Regions from separate parts of the Gossypium hirsutum genome. Here region 1 is linked to region 2. A link is a contact called in public Hi-C data. All regions are on one chromosome and are shown on one strand. The core of a region is the stretch at or near the end of the contact, and the rest is flanking DNA. Distances in the headings are between cores, read along the strand shown. Region 1 overlaps LOC107953139 (ubiquitin C-terminal hydrolase 13). Region 2 has its middle 13 kb from the start of LOC121232209.

Region 1 (5,829 bases), core at 221-2,720, 220 kb before region 2:
CAAGTCCATGAAAATGACTGGCCTTTGGAGATGCCTGGAATAGTAGACTCTAATAACATCACGCTTCTTTGCAGAACCGGCACACCTTTGAGAAGCCTGTTAAAATATACAATTAGGGACTATTTTAGATTTTACCTCCCTTTGGTGACATTGCACAAAAGAGTGGCACTCTACATGAACTAAAAGCAAATGACAATGTGAGGCAACAAGTTAGCACTGAAATGGCATCTGTGACCTTTGCTTGTTGATTTGTTGGATAAATGTAATTCTTTCGCTAGTGTCGATTCAAAGGACTACTTCCTTTTACGTAATCAAAGTGTGCATCTGCAAATGACAATTACGATCCGCTGAGGTTTTTGCTACTACTTTCCGTCTTTAAATCGAGGTTGGTTGGTTGGTTCAATCTTCAATCAAAACGTAAATGGGGGCAAGTTGCCTGTGTAATTTGTCAGTACATAAACAAGATTTTGATTATTAGTGAATTTATGTATACACAGTATAGTTGGGAGAAGGTTGTGATTTTTGCCATTCCCTTTGGTTGGTTGCCCTGATTTTGTCCATGTAGATCATCTGATGCATTTAGCATTAGCTGCTGCCCTTTGTAATGGTTGATTGCCATTCTTTTTCAAGCCTATTATTATGGCTTATTATTATATCTAAAGATTCTCTTCATATTTGCGCTACTTTTGCTTAACTCTGAAATGCCAATCTCAATCATTACTGATTTCTTTTTATAGTGAACTTGTTTTTATATGAATACAAATCTGAGTTTGGTATTATGATTCGGAGTAATCCAAAGTAAATCAAATTTATTCATAATAATGGGATATATTTTATTTTCCATTTTCTTGTTTCTCTTGAGAGATATTTTCCACTCTGTCGAAACAATTACCTATTTTGTTATAAAGATATACAATTTAGGTACTGCTTTTTTTTTCTCCTACCTATTGTAGGCCTTGTCATGGTGATATTATTTTTTTAATGGTCCATGTCATGGGGTTCATGGTTGTTTTTTTTTTAATAATGTTATTTTCAAAGTTTATGATAAATTGTAATTTTAAATCTTTTATAAACTCAAGGTGTGGTGTGTGGAACTTTTTAGTGGTAGAATTAGAAAGCTTGTTTACTAACAAAACTGTTTTATACCTATAACCACTAGCTTTTATGTTATCATATTTTGTTTCCAAAGGTTGTTAATTAGGGACTCTAATTCTTTTACTGTAATTGTATAACTGGTGATTGACCACTGAATTAAACTGATTGATAGCCAATTCACGACTAAACTGTTTCAATATCTCCTTGCCTACCTGCATGCTTAAGTTCAGATTCACTTTGTGGATGCCTGTCATCTAAGTAAATTCTCGATTAATAAAAAAAGAATTAAGGAAAATGACAAAAGATTAGATATATACATAGGATAAGGTGGAGATGTTACATTACCTTTTTTCCCTACTGAGTTTTAGTAGTATAGTGGACCTTATCTCCTCTCTTTTCCTTTTTTGTGCAGGATGTGACTTGACTTCAATCATAATTGTATTAACATGGTACCATGAGCTCGGTAACTGCAGGACCAATTCTCCCTCACCTCACCTCCTATGTGGTTCCCATTTCTCATTCACTTTAGCCAAATTGGTTTTTCTCCCCCATAGAAATTCAGTTTCAACTTTCAACCTTTACTTTGTATCAATGATTGCTTATTATCAGTTGTCTTTTATATCTATTAACATTTGTTTAAAGAGAAGATGGGCAAAAATTAAACGAACATGCAAAAAAAGAAAAAAAGAAAAAGGAATTTGGAACTTTTATGGTACAATCTTTTTTATGGGTGTTTTTTCAACATTTGGCGTTTGAATTTAAATCCGCTAGACAGAGCAAAGTTAGAAAATCATTATAGGGAATAAAATTGAAATAAAATTTTTGGGGTAAAAATTTAATTATACCGTTATATTAATTTATAATTTTATAAGGATTTAAACTGCAATTTATTATTTTTTAAGATCAAGGCCAGGCTCTTCTAGATTTACGGTTGCCGCAAGATATGTGTTCTTAAAATATACGATAAGCTATATATCTTTTCTTGAAAATAGTGAGATAAGTATCAAAGCTCGGAAAGTACATTTTATGGCATTTGAACAGTGAACTTGAAACTGGGGAATTATATTTTATAGCACTAGAAGTGGAACCACAAAATCTCAAGCCTCATCTTCACTCTTATTCTCACAACCATTCTCTCCCCTTCAAATCTAGAAGCTTTAAACAAATAAAGTTGTTTTTGACTTATTAGTCATGATTCATGTCAATAGGTTCAGATAGTTGCTTGCCCTAATCATGACATGTCAATGTTTTATTAACATCAACTACATTGAAGCGGTCCAATTTGAAACATTGTCACGTGACATAATTGGATTGAGTTATTGTCATTTAATTAAGTCGGTGAACTTTGGTTCCAATTTTTCTCAATTATTGTTCGTCTGGAATGTTTAGTAAATCTCAACACTCGAACAAAATAGGAAAAGTATTATTAAATTAAAAAAAATTGAGAGAATAAAGTTTTATCATGATAATTGAGATATTATATTGAAGATATTATTTTTTTTTCTTATTATATTTTGGTATATAAAAGAATTACAAGTAAATAACTATTGAGGTTATAATAAAGTGCAACCACTAATTTTATTTCTAAAATTAAAAAGTGTAAAATTAATAATAAAAGTTTTAAGGAAAAATGGTTGATGGGGTGTTGACTGTCGATGGAGCCTTAGGACGAGCAATGAAGAAGATCTGGAAGAGGTCGAATGAACCTCTGGATCTTGATGATCCTATTGTGGATGGAGCGGGGATGTCAATTGGCTTAGGTCAGAAAACCACTGTGTCATGGAAAGACAGGTTGTTAGGTACCTTTGGCGATATTAGCTTGTTGCAAAAGGATGAGGATTTCATCTTAAATGAAGGCAATGCTGTGAAGGAAGTGGTTGATGGGATACCTTCGATTAAGTTTTCTGAACGGGTTCATGATTTTATTGCATAACGAATGTCCAAGATTGTGATTGTGAAGCTCCTTGGTCGGAGGATTTCGTACCATGCTATGTCAAATAAACTTTAGTCAATATGGAAAACAAAACAATCTTTACAGATGCTTTGTAACACCTCTAACCTGTCTTCGTTGTCGGAGTAGGGTTACGGAGTATTACAATACAAAGCAGAACATCTATTATCAAATAGCATCAAGTTTTCTAATTAATTGTCATCATTTATATTGTCATGTAATTTAAAGTGAAACATACACTCATTGGCCTAAAATCAGGTCTACGAGGCCTTAAAAATAGTTTAGAAATAATCAGGGACCAATTAGAAACAAATCAGAAGATTTAGTGAAAATATGAAAAATTTCAAAACAGGGGGCACATGGCCGTGTGATAGAGCCCAAATCGTGTGGCTTAAGACATGGTCGTGTGGCTACTTCACATGCTCGTGTTCGCTGACCGTGTAACTAACTGTATCCATGTAATATAAGGTCACATGGTAGTGTCGCCAGGCTGTGTAACTCTCTGTGCCCGTGTGAACCAACCTATATTGAATACAAATAAGGCACAAGGACACACGGCCTCGTGACAGTTCGTGTCCCAAGTCGTGTGCATCCAAATTCAAACCAAAACTTGTCATTTTCACTCCCAAATGCTTATGTACCTAAACATACCAAAAGCACATTCATACAAGCTCTCAAAACACATTCAAAAACACTCAAAGCATGCCAAACAATCAACTTAGGTGCCTAACCATTATTGACACCACAATTCAAATAATAATCTGTTTTCACTAGAATGTTGTCAATGAACAATATATGGATATGAGTACACAGTTAACCATCTGGAAACACGCCAAACACTCATACGAGCCAATCCAACCAATAACACGCCTTGGCACTAAGTGCCTAACCCGTAGGCTAACATTTTCCCCCGCTAACATGCCAAAAAACACTGTAATGTAACACGATAGTTCACAACAAATGCAAGACTTTTGTATATTCAGCGAATAAGAAATATACAGGACCCATCATCTTGTCTCATATCAATCTCGTACAGCGTGCATTATAACCTATTGACATGCCAATTATACTCTATCTTACACTTATCATGCATAGGGGTACACATTACCAACCAACAATATATACAAATCAGATCTATAATTCTCCTTACCTTAACATTGACTATATTAAACTAACATTCAACAATTTAGTTTTACAAGATAAGCATAACAATTGTATTAAATTAAACCAAACGAACTTACCAAGCTAAACTGTAGCAATGACAAAATTTCAGGGACTATTCAACAACTTTCTCTTTTCCTCAATTTTCAACTCGTTCTTGATATATAATAATAATCCCATTCAATTAACCAATTCAAACAGAAAAATTAACTCATTTGATGCTAATAAGTACTTTTATACATTTTTACAAAATTACCCCTAACATTATACCTTTTATGCAATTTAGTCCCTAAGTCCAAAACTCGTAATTTAACCAATTTCCACTAAAGCCCAGCTTAGCCAAACTATTTAGGACCTCACTACAGTCCATATTTACTTTTAATTCGCAGCAAGTACAAGTAATTTCACTATTTTCATATTTTAGTGCTTAAACATTAAAATTACCAAAAACTACTTTACAAAATAGTCCTATTTAACAACCAAGCTTAATAAATTATCATAAACTTCAAGAATGCCCCAAATTCATCAATGGCATAATCCATAACATTTTAAAGCTTTACAAATTAGTCTTCGAGTTAGCTAGATCGAGCAATAGGAGCTTAGAAACATAAAAATTACTAAAAACGTGTAAGATTTACCTACCAAAACGAAGAACCCTAAATGACTGAAAGCTTGCTTCTCCCTTGACAATGGAGTTTCAGTTGGATGAAATAAATAAAGATGTTGCCACTTTAATTTTTTTTAACTTTTATTTTTCTTAATTAATGTGTCTAATTACTAAATTAACCTTTAATTTCTAATGAAATTTCAACTTCAAACTCACCTAAACCATCCACTAAAGTCCTAATGGTATATTTACCATTTAAAATCCTTACCTTCCTTTTCTTATACCATTTGACACATTCCACTACTAGAAACAACTTTTATAGCTTTTACAATTTAATCCTTTTTTCTTAATTGACTATCCAAACAATAAAATTTCTTAACCAAATTTTAATACGACACTAATGACCTCGTAAAATTAAATAATTAGTATTTACGAATTGATACGCCAAAGTTGTGGTCTCGACACCATTGGAAAACGAGCTGTTACATATTTGATCTGGAGAATGATTATTTGTCGGTTCGTTTCCAAGATGAAAATGAGTACCTTGCTGTAATATCGGGAGGACCATAGGTAATTTTTGGACATTATATAATGGTGAGACCATGGACACCAGACTTTTCAACTGATCAAACACAGCCCAATAATCTGTTGGTCTGGGTTTGTTTGCCTGGCTTACCGGAAAGGATATACAATACAAGCTTATTGAAGTTTATTGGTGGTGTGATAGGTTCAGTAGCCAAAATTGATTGGATTACAGACGGCAAAGCTAGAGGAAAATGTGCTAGACTTGCGGTTTTTGTTGATTTAGGACAACTTTTGATATCAAAGATCAAGATTGATGACCAGATAGTGTGGAGTATGAATCCTTACCGATGGTGTGTTTTAACTGTGGAAGGTATGGCTATAGCCAAGAGATTTGTCCTTACAAATCGGGTCAGGATACGACTTTAATGATAGATGTGGATCAGTTATCAAAGGAGACGTCTGGGGTTCCAAAATGTGTTGAGGAGGAAAG
Region 2 (6,063 bases), core at 3,290-5,789:
GAATTAGGGTATAAATTGAATAGAAATTCAATCATTTATTATAAATTAGTGCTGTAATTAATAAGTGTAAATTTTTTTTTTGTGGTTAGCAAAGAACCCGAGGCATCGGCACCGAAAGGAAAGGAAAAGTTATCGAGGAGTAATCGAACAAATTCGGGTTTGTATTACTATAATTCAAATCTATTTATTATTAATTGTTATATTTTAATTAAAATGCATGGAAAGTAAAATTAGGTAAGCAATTGAAATGATGATATTGATTTGAATGAAATTGATTCAAAAATGTTTATGGCTATTGAAATTGAATGTGAACAAATTGGAAATTAAAAGTGATTTGAATTAAGTAATTGAATTATGAATTATGTGAATATTTGAAAGTATATTGATTGGAAACTAAAAGTGATTTGAATTGAATCAAATTGAATTGAAAGAAGAAAATATGTGAGTATTTGAAATGCATATTGATTGAAAAGTAATTAGTGATTTGAATTTGATTGGAAAATGAATTAAAAATGTGAATTAAATAAAAGTGAATTAATTTATGAATATGTGTGAATATGTGATTGTGTATTGATTGAAAAGTGGTTTGAATTGAACCGAAATATGATTATGATTATCTGAAATATGTATTGATATTGAATTGTTTATTGATTAGAAAATGGAAAAGTGAATTTGAATTGAATGAGAATTGAATTGAATGGTGAATGTGTATGTATAATTCAACTGTATATTAATTTGAATGTGAAATTGTAATTGAAAAGTGATCTTGAATTTGAAATGAAAGTGAATTGAGAATTAAAATACTCTATTAACTAGTTGAGCTGAGTCAGATATAATTGGCATGTCATAGGATTTGGAAGAGTACAGGATATATCGACTTTTCTGATTAGGCACTTTATGTGTTGTATATCAGGCACTTTATGTGTCGTATTTCAGGCACCTCGTGTGTCGTATCAGGCACCTCATGTGTCGTTTCAGGCACTTATGTGTCGTATAATGATCAAGTACTATGTACCGTTTTAGGCACAATGTGCCATACTAGTGTGTTTGGGTTGGAATCTGTGTATCCATCAAAGTCCGGGTTTGTTAATAGGGTGAATAACTAAAATGAGCAAATTAAATAAATTTGATTGATCGTACTATTAAAAATATGAGAAAGAAATTATGAGTTGAATTGTGAATGGAATTAAGATGTGAGATTTGAAGCATGAACTTAAGGTTCATGAATTTGCTAAAATATCGAATTATTGATATTGAAATCAGTTGAATAAATGAAATGAGAAAATCAAATGAATTGATTGATTGAACTATTGAAAGCATGAGAAAGTGAAATTATGAATTGAAATGTGAATTGAAATTGAGATATCGACATAAGAAATGAAAATAAAATGAATTGGAAATAATGAAATAATGTATGAGTTAGTTGAATATAATCTTATGAATTAATTATAATTATTGAAAAATGTTGCTTTAAATAATTATTGAAAGACTAATGTCGTAAGGTTTTAGATATGGAATAGAATAAGTTATTGAATTAGGATATAGAAATGAAATATATGAAATAATGATTTAATGGAATGGTTATTGATGAAATGCATGTAATAGATATTGATATAATAAGAAGATATATAAATTAAAATAAAGAAAAGCTATTTAAGATACATACTATTAGAATAAATTTAAGGTTTAAATGCATGAATGATTTATTGAAGGTAAAATAGTGGTAAGATTTAATGTGTATATATATTGTTTTTATTTGAATTATAGTAATACCACTGGGTGTATACTCAGCGTAAGGTTTGTTTCCTTGCGCAGATTAGGTACAGAAATTTTGAAGAGTTGTATTTAAGATTACGAGTCTTCATCTCATCACATCTTCAAGCAACAAGAGGGTACGTTTTAAAATTTTGAATAGAATGGCATGTACTTAGGAAAAATTTAGTATCCCCAAGTAATAGTAATGGATTTAAATATAAATTATATAAATTTATTATTTGTCCGTTTTTATGTTCAAATATAATAGTAATTAGCCAAGAATTACTTTGGCACCAAATGTAATATTCCTATATCAGGTTCATTGAGTCGAACATGGTATAGGGGTGTTACAGTGTTGGTCTGAACACCTACAGCACTTGAGGGCAGTGCTTCTAATACTCAGGGAACAACAACTGTACGCTAGAAAGCCTAAATGTTGTTTTAGCTCCTCTCAAATTCAATATTTGGGACATGTCCTACATGCGGGAACACTTTCTATGGATAAAACCAAGGTCGAATGCATATCTTCCTGGCTAGTTCCGCGATTAGTGAAAGAGTTGAGAAGTTTCCTTGGTCTCTCTGGCTATTACCGTAGATTTATAAGGGATTATGGAACTTTAGCCAGACCTCTTACAGAATTGTTAAAAAAAGATGGCTGGGGTTGGTCAGAACAAGAAACTGTGGCCTTTCAAGCATTAAAAGAAGCCTTGAGTGCCGCATCCGTCCTGGTACTTCCTAACTTCCAGCTCGAGTTCACAGTAGATACGAATGCAAGTGGATTTGGAATTAGGGCAGTGTTGCAGCAACAAGGGAGGCCAGTGGCTTTCTTTAGCAAAGCTCTAGGTGTGTGACATCAGGCTTTGTCGATTTATGAAAAAGAAATGCTCGTGGTCCTATTGGCTGTTCGAAAATGGCATACATATTTGGTAGGGAGACATTTTAAAATCCGTACTGATCATCAGAGCTTACGGTTCTTATCAGATTAGGTGGTTGTCACTCCTTTCCAACAACGATGGGTCGCCAAAATGTTAGGATATGATTTTGAAGTATCCTATAGAAAAGGAATCAATAACAAGGTGGTTGATGCTCTATCTTGACAACCACAATTGGACCAATGTTAGTACTATCAACTCTCGACTAGTTCTATCATCTCGAGCCTTTTGGAGAGGGTGAGACAGTCGTATATAATTGATGATAAGTTACAGAAAATCATCCAAAAATTCAACAGCTCCAATGTCTTAACCAAAAATACTCCTGGGATGGTCAGTTTTTGCTCAAGAAAGGGAAGATGGTCGTGGGAAAAGTTCTGCAGCTGAGGCATGAGTTGTTTCTCCATTTTCATGCTAGTGAGTTGGTGGGCACTCAGGTGTGCATGTTACTAGGAAGCGCATATCCAGATTGCTATATTGGAAAGGTCTCACCACCGATGTTACAAAATGGATTCGAGAATGTGTGATCTGCCAGAGATGTAAAGTGAGACAGTAACTTCTCCTGGTCTCCTACAGCCATTACCAGTACCTGATAGAACTTGGTCTATTGTTAGTTTAGATTTTATTGAAGGATTACCGAACTCAGATAGGAAGAATTCCATTCTTGTGGTGGTGGACCATCTAACCAAGTATAGTCACTTCCTAGCTCTGTCTCATTCGTATACAGCTAAAGATGTAGCCCAAGAGTACTTGAATCATGTCTACAAGCTTCATGGCATGCCAAATTCAATCATATCAGTCAGAGACAAAATCTTCGTTAGTAGCTTTTGGCAGGAGTTATTTCGGCGAGATGGTACTAAACTTCTTTTATCAACAGCCTATCACCCTCAAACGGATGGCCAGACGGAGGTTTTGAATAGATTTCTTAAGAATTATCTACAATGCATGACTAGTGAAAACCCTGCGCATTGGTTTCAATGGCTACCACTTGTTGAGTGGTGGTATAATTTGTCGTTCCACTCCTCGATTCAACTCACTCCATATGAGGCTTTGTATGGCCAGACTCCACTGATGCACATGCCCCTATCTCGTAGGAGCCTCTACAGTGGCAATAGTGGATAGAAGTCTACAGGTTAAGGAAGCAGTGAGAAAGTTACTGCAGTTTTGTCTCAGGAAAGCTCAAACTCGTATGAAGCATTTTACTGATAAGCATTTTACTGATAAGCATTAGTTCGAGAGAATTTTTCAAATTGGAGATTTGGTCTATTTGAGATTGCAACACTATTGGCAGCAGACAATTAGAAAGATCCTCAGTCAAAAATTATCTCCTAAATATTATATATGGACCCTTCCCAGTGATCAAGAAAGTGGGAAATGTGGCATACACTCTCCAGCTCTCTCAAGGGTCTCGTATTCATCCAACCTTTCATGTTTCGCATCTGAAAAAAACATTTTGGCTCGGCACCTATTCAACCTCAACTGCCACTGGTGGATGTTCATGGTGCATTGCAGAAGGAACCAACCCGAATTGTGGACAGAAGGATTGTTAAGAAAGGAAACCAAGTTGTTACAGAAGTGTTAGTTGAATGGATTAATTCGTTTTCGGAAGATGCGACGTGGGAGTCGCTAGCCATGATTCAATCTAAATTTCTTCATTTCCATCCTTGAGGACAAGGATCTTATTTTTGGGGGGAGTATTGTTACGGGCTAGAAAGTAATCAGAGAACGTGAAAAGAAGAAATTAGTCGAAACAACTAGTCTTTTAAATAAAACAAGGAGTTTTAATAGAACAACTAAACGGGGCGTAGTGGGGGATAAGTTAAACGATGCGTTTAGTATAAATAGAATTTGCCACGCTGTTTCCCTCTTGTTATTTTCCTTTTATTAAGTGTAAGTTGTACGGGAAGGTGGTTATGCATATATAGAAGTAAAAATTCAGAATTCTTTCTTCTTCTCCGTTCTTTCTCTTCTTTTCTTCGATTTTCTTCCACTTCAATTTCGGAACGTATCAATTCACTGCAATCGAAACATTTAAAGTCTCAACCCCAATCACAAATCTTTTACATCCATTTCTTCATTAAAAATATGCTGAGAATAAAAATAATTTCTGATTTTTTTAATCTTTTTATTTTTTATATAGTATTATTAAAATTACATGCTAACATATATGATAAAATAGTGTTATGCATGTGAAATGCCCCATTTTGTTGCTTCAAAATCTTCCGTAAGTTGGATGTTTCATTGGCTCATTTTGTTATTTCTTAGTGTTAAAATCGTAGTGCAGGTATTTTTTTTTAAATGTAGTGCAAGGTTTTTTAGTTCTTTGTCTACAATATTTCGTAGACTTCTTCTAATAAAGTTAGACCGATGAGTGTTGAATTCATCAAAAATAAAAATTATACATATAAACAGAATTAAATTTCGTAGTAGAGATAAAGATTGGTTTGATTAATTTTGTGATTTCTTTCAACCAAAACGTTTTGTGGGTGAAAAACAAAGTGGAGGTTTAAAGTATAACTTAATTAAATAATAAAAAATCTAAATAAAATAAAAAAAAAGAATAATAAAATTTCGAATTCAAAATAAATTTAACCAATAAGCTAACAACTCTAGCCTAGGAAAACAATTTTGGTTTAGGTTCTAAATTGATCACAAATCATGAATCTCATTTCACTTTATGATAAGTCAGTTATAGAGATTGAGGAACAGTCTCAAACTTTAAATTTCTTCGTAGTGATAAATTAACTACAAAAATGGCCCAACAATGAATTCCTGCCAAACGAACAACTTTGAGATCAGCTCTCACAGTTTAATTCTTCAACAGCCTTGCAAATGAGAAGATTTGGCTCAAGTCAACAACTGTGCAAGCCGTTTAAACCAAATCACTAATTCCTTTGATGTCGCCTAACTGTACCCAATCAAATTATGCCAACTTGTTCTTCCATAAAATAAAACAGATTGAGTTATTTTACCAACAGTGTATTGCTTTAAACGTCGAACAAGAGGCCATCTCAAAACGATACTAATGAGGCAATCCTATTTTTCTCATAAATGGGAGAAATAGTGAATATCAAAGTGAAAAGCAAAGAAAATGAACGAAATAGCTAAAGGAACTTTTAATAAAAAGAAAAAAAAACTTAAAACAATGATAATGAGTGGTTGTAGGTCTTTTTTTTATATATACAATGCTTAAAATTACCTATAATTATTTCTCGATACTTAAATAGAAGGATAAAACACACTTGAGCACACTCGAATTCACATTCACCTACACTGGCTACAATCTTGATGCCAAATTGAGCCAATGTCATATAAAATTGATAATGGGTAGCTGTGTGTCCCCCTTGTTATGCCAATGTCATAAATTAGTCCATATACA

What was found. A called contact is a pair of places that touch in the nucleus more often than the background predicts.
Region 1: a contact with region 2 is called in a Hi-C map of leaf, with 2.5 times the contacts expected there. The contact joins two enhancer-like sites. A contact is called at or near these places in 6 of 34 Hi-C or Micro-C datasets (callus, leaf and seedling).

The regions. Positions count from the first base shown.
Region 1 is chrA07:21,984,487-21,990,315 of Gossypium_hirsutum_v2.1, reverse strand. It overlaps LOC107953139 (ubiquitin C-terminal hydrolase 13), which reads left to right. Exons shown (of 32, transcript XM_041117764.1): 32 at 1,508-1,810. The coding sequence ends at 1,519. Among protein-coding and RNA genes, the nearest start is that of LOC107953139, 16 kb to the left of the region's middle. Within about 2 kb of position 1,470, at least 2 of the 9 cell types and tissues checked have an H3K27ac peak or open chromatin away from gene starts, as enhancers often do. A contact at or near this core is called in leaf, where this site is marked.
Region 2 is chrA07:21,766,722-21,772,784 of Gossypium_hirsutum_v2.1, reverse strand. No RefSeq gene overlaps it. Among protein-coding and RNA genes, the nearest start is that of LOC121232209, 13 kb to the left of the region's middle. Within about 2 kb of position 4,539, at least 2 of the 9 cell types and tissues checked have an H3K27ac peak or open chromatin away from gene starts, as enhancers often do. A contact at or near this core is called in leaf, where this site is marked.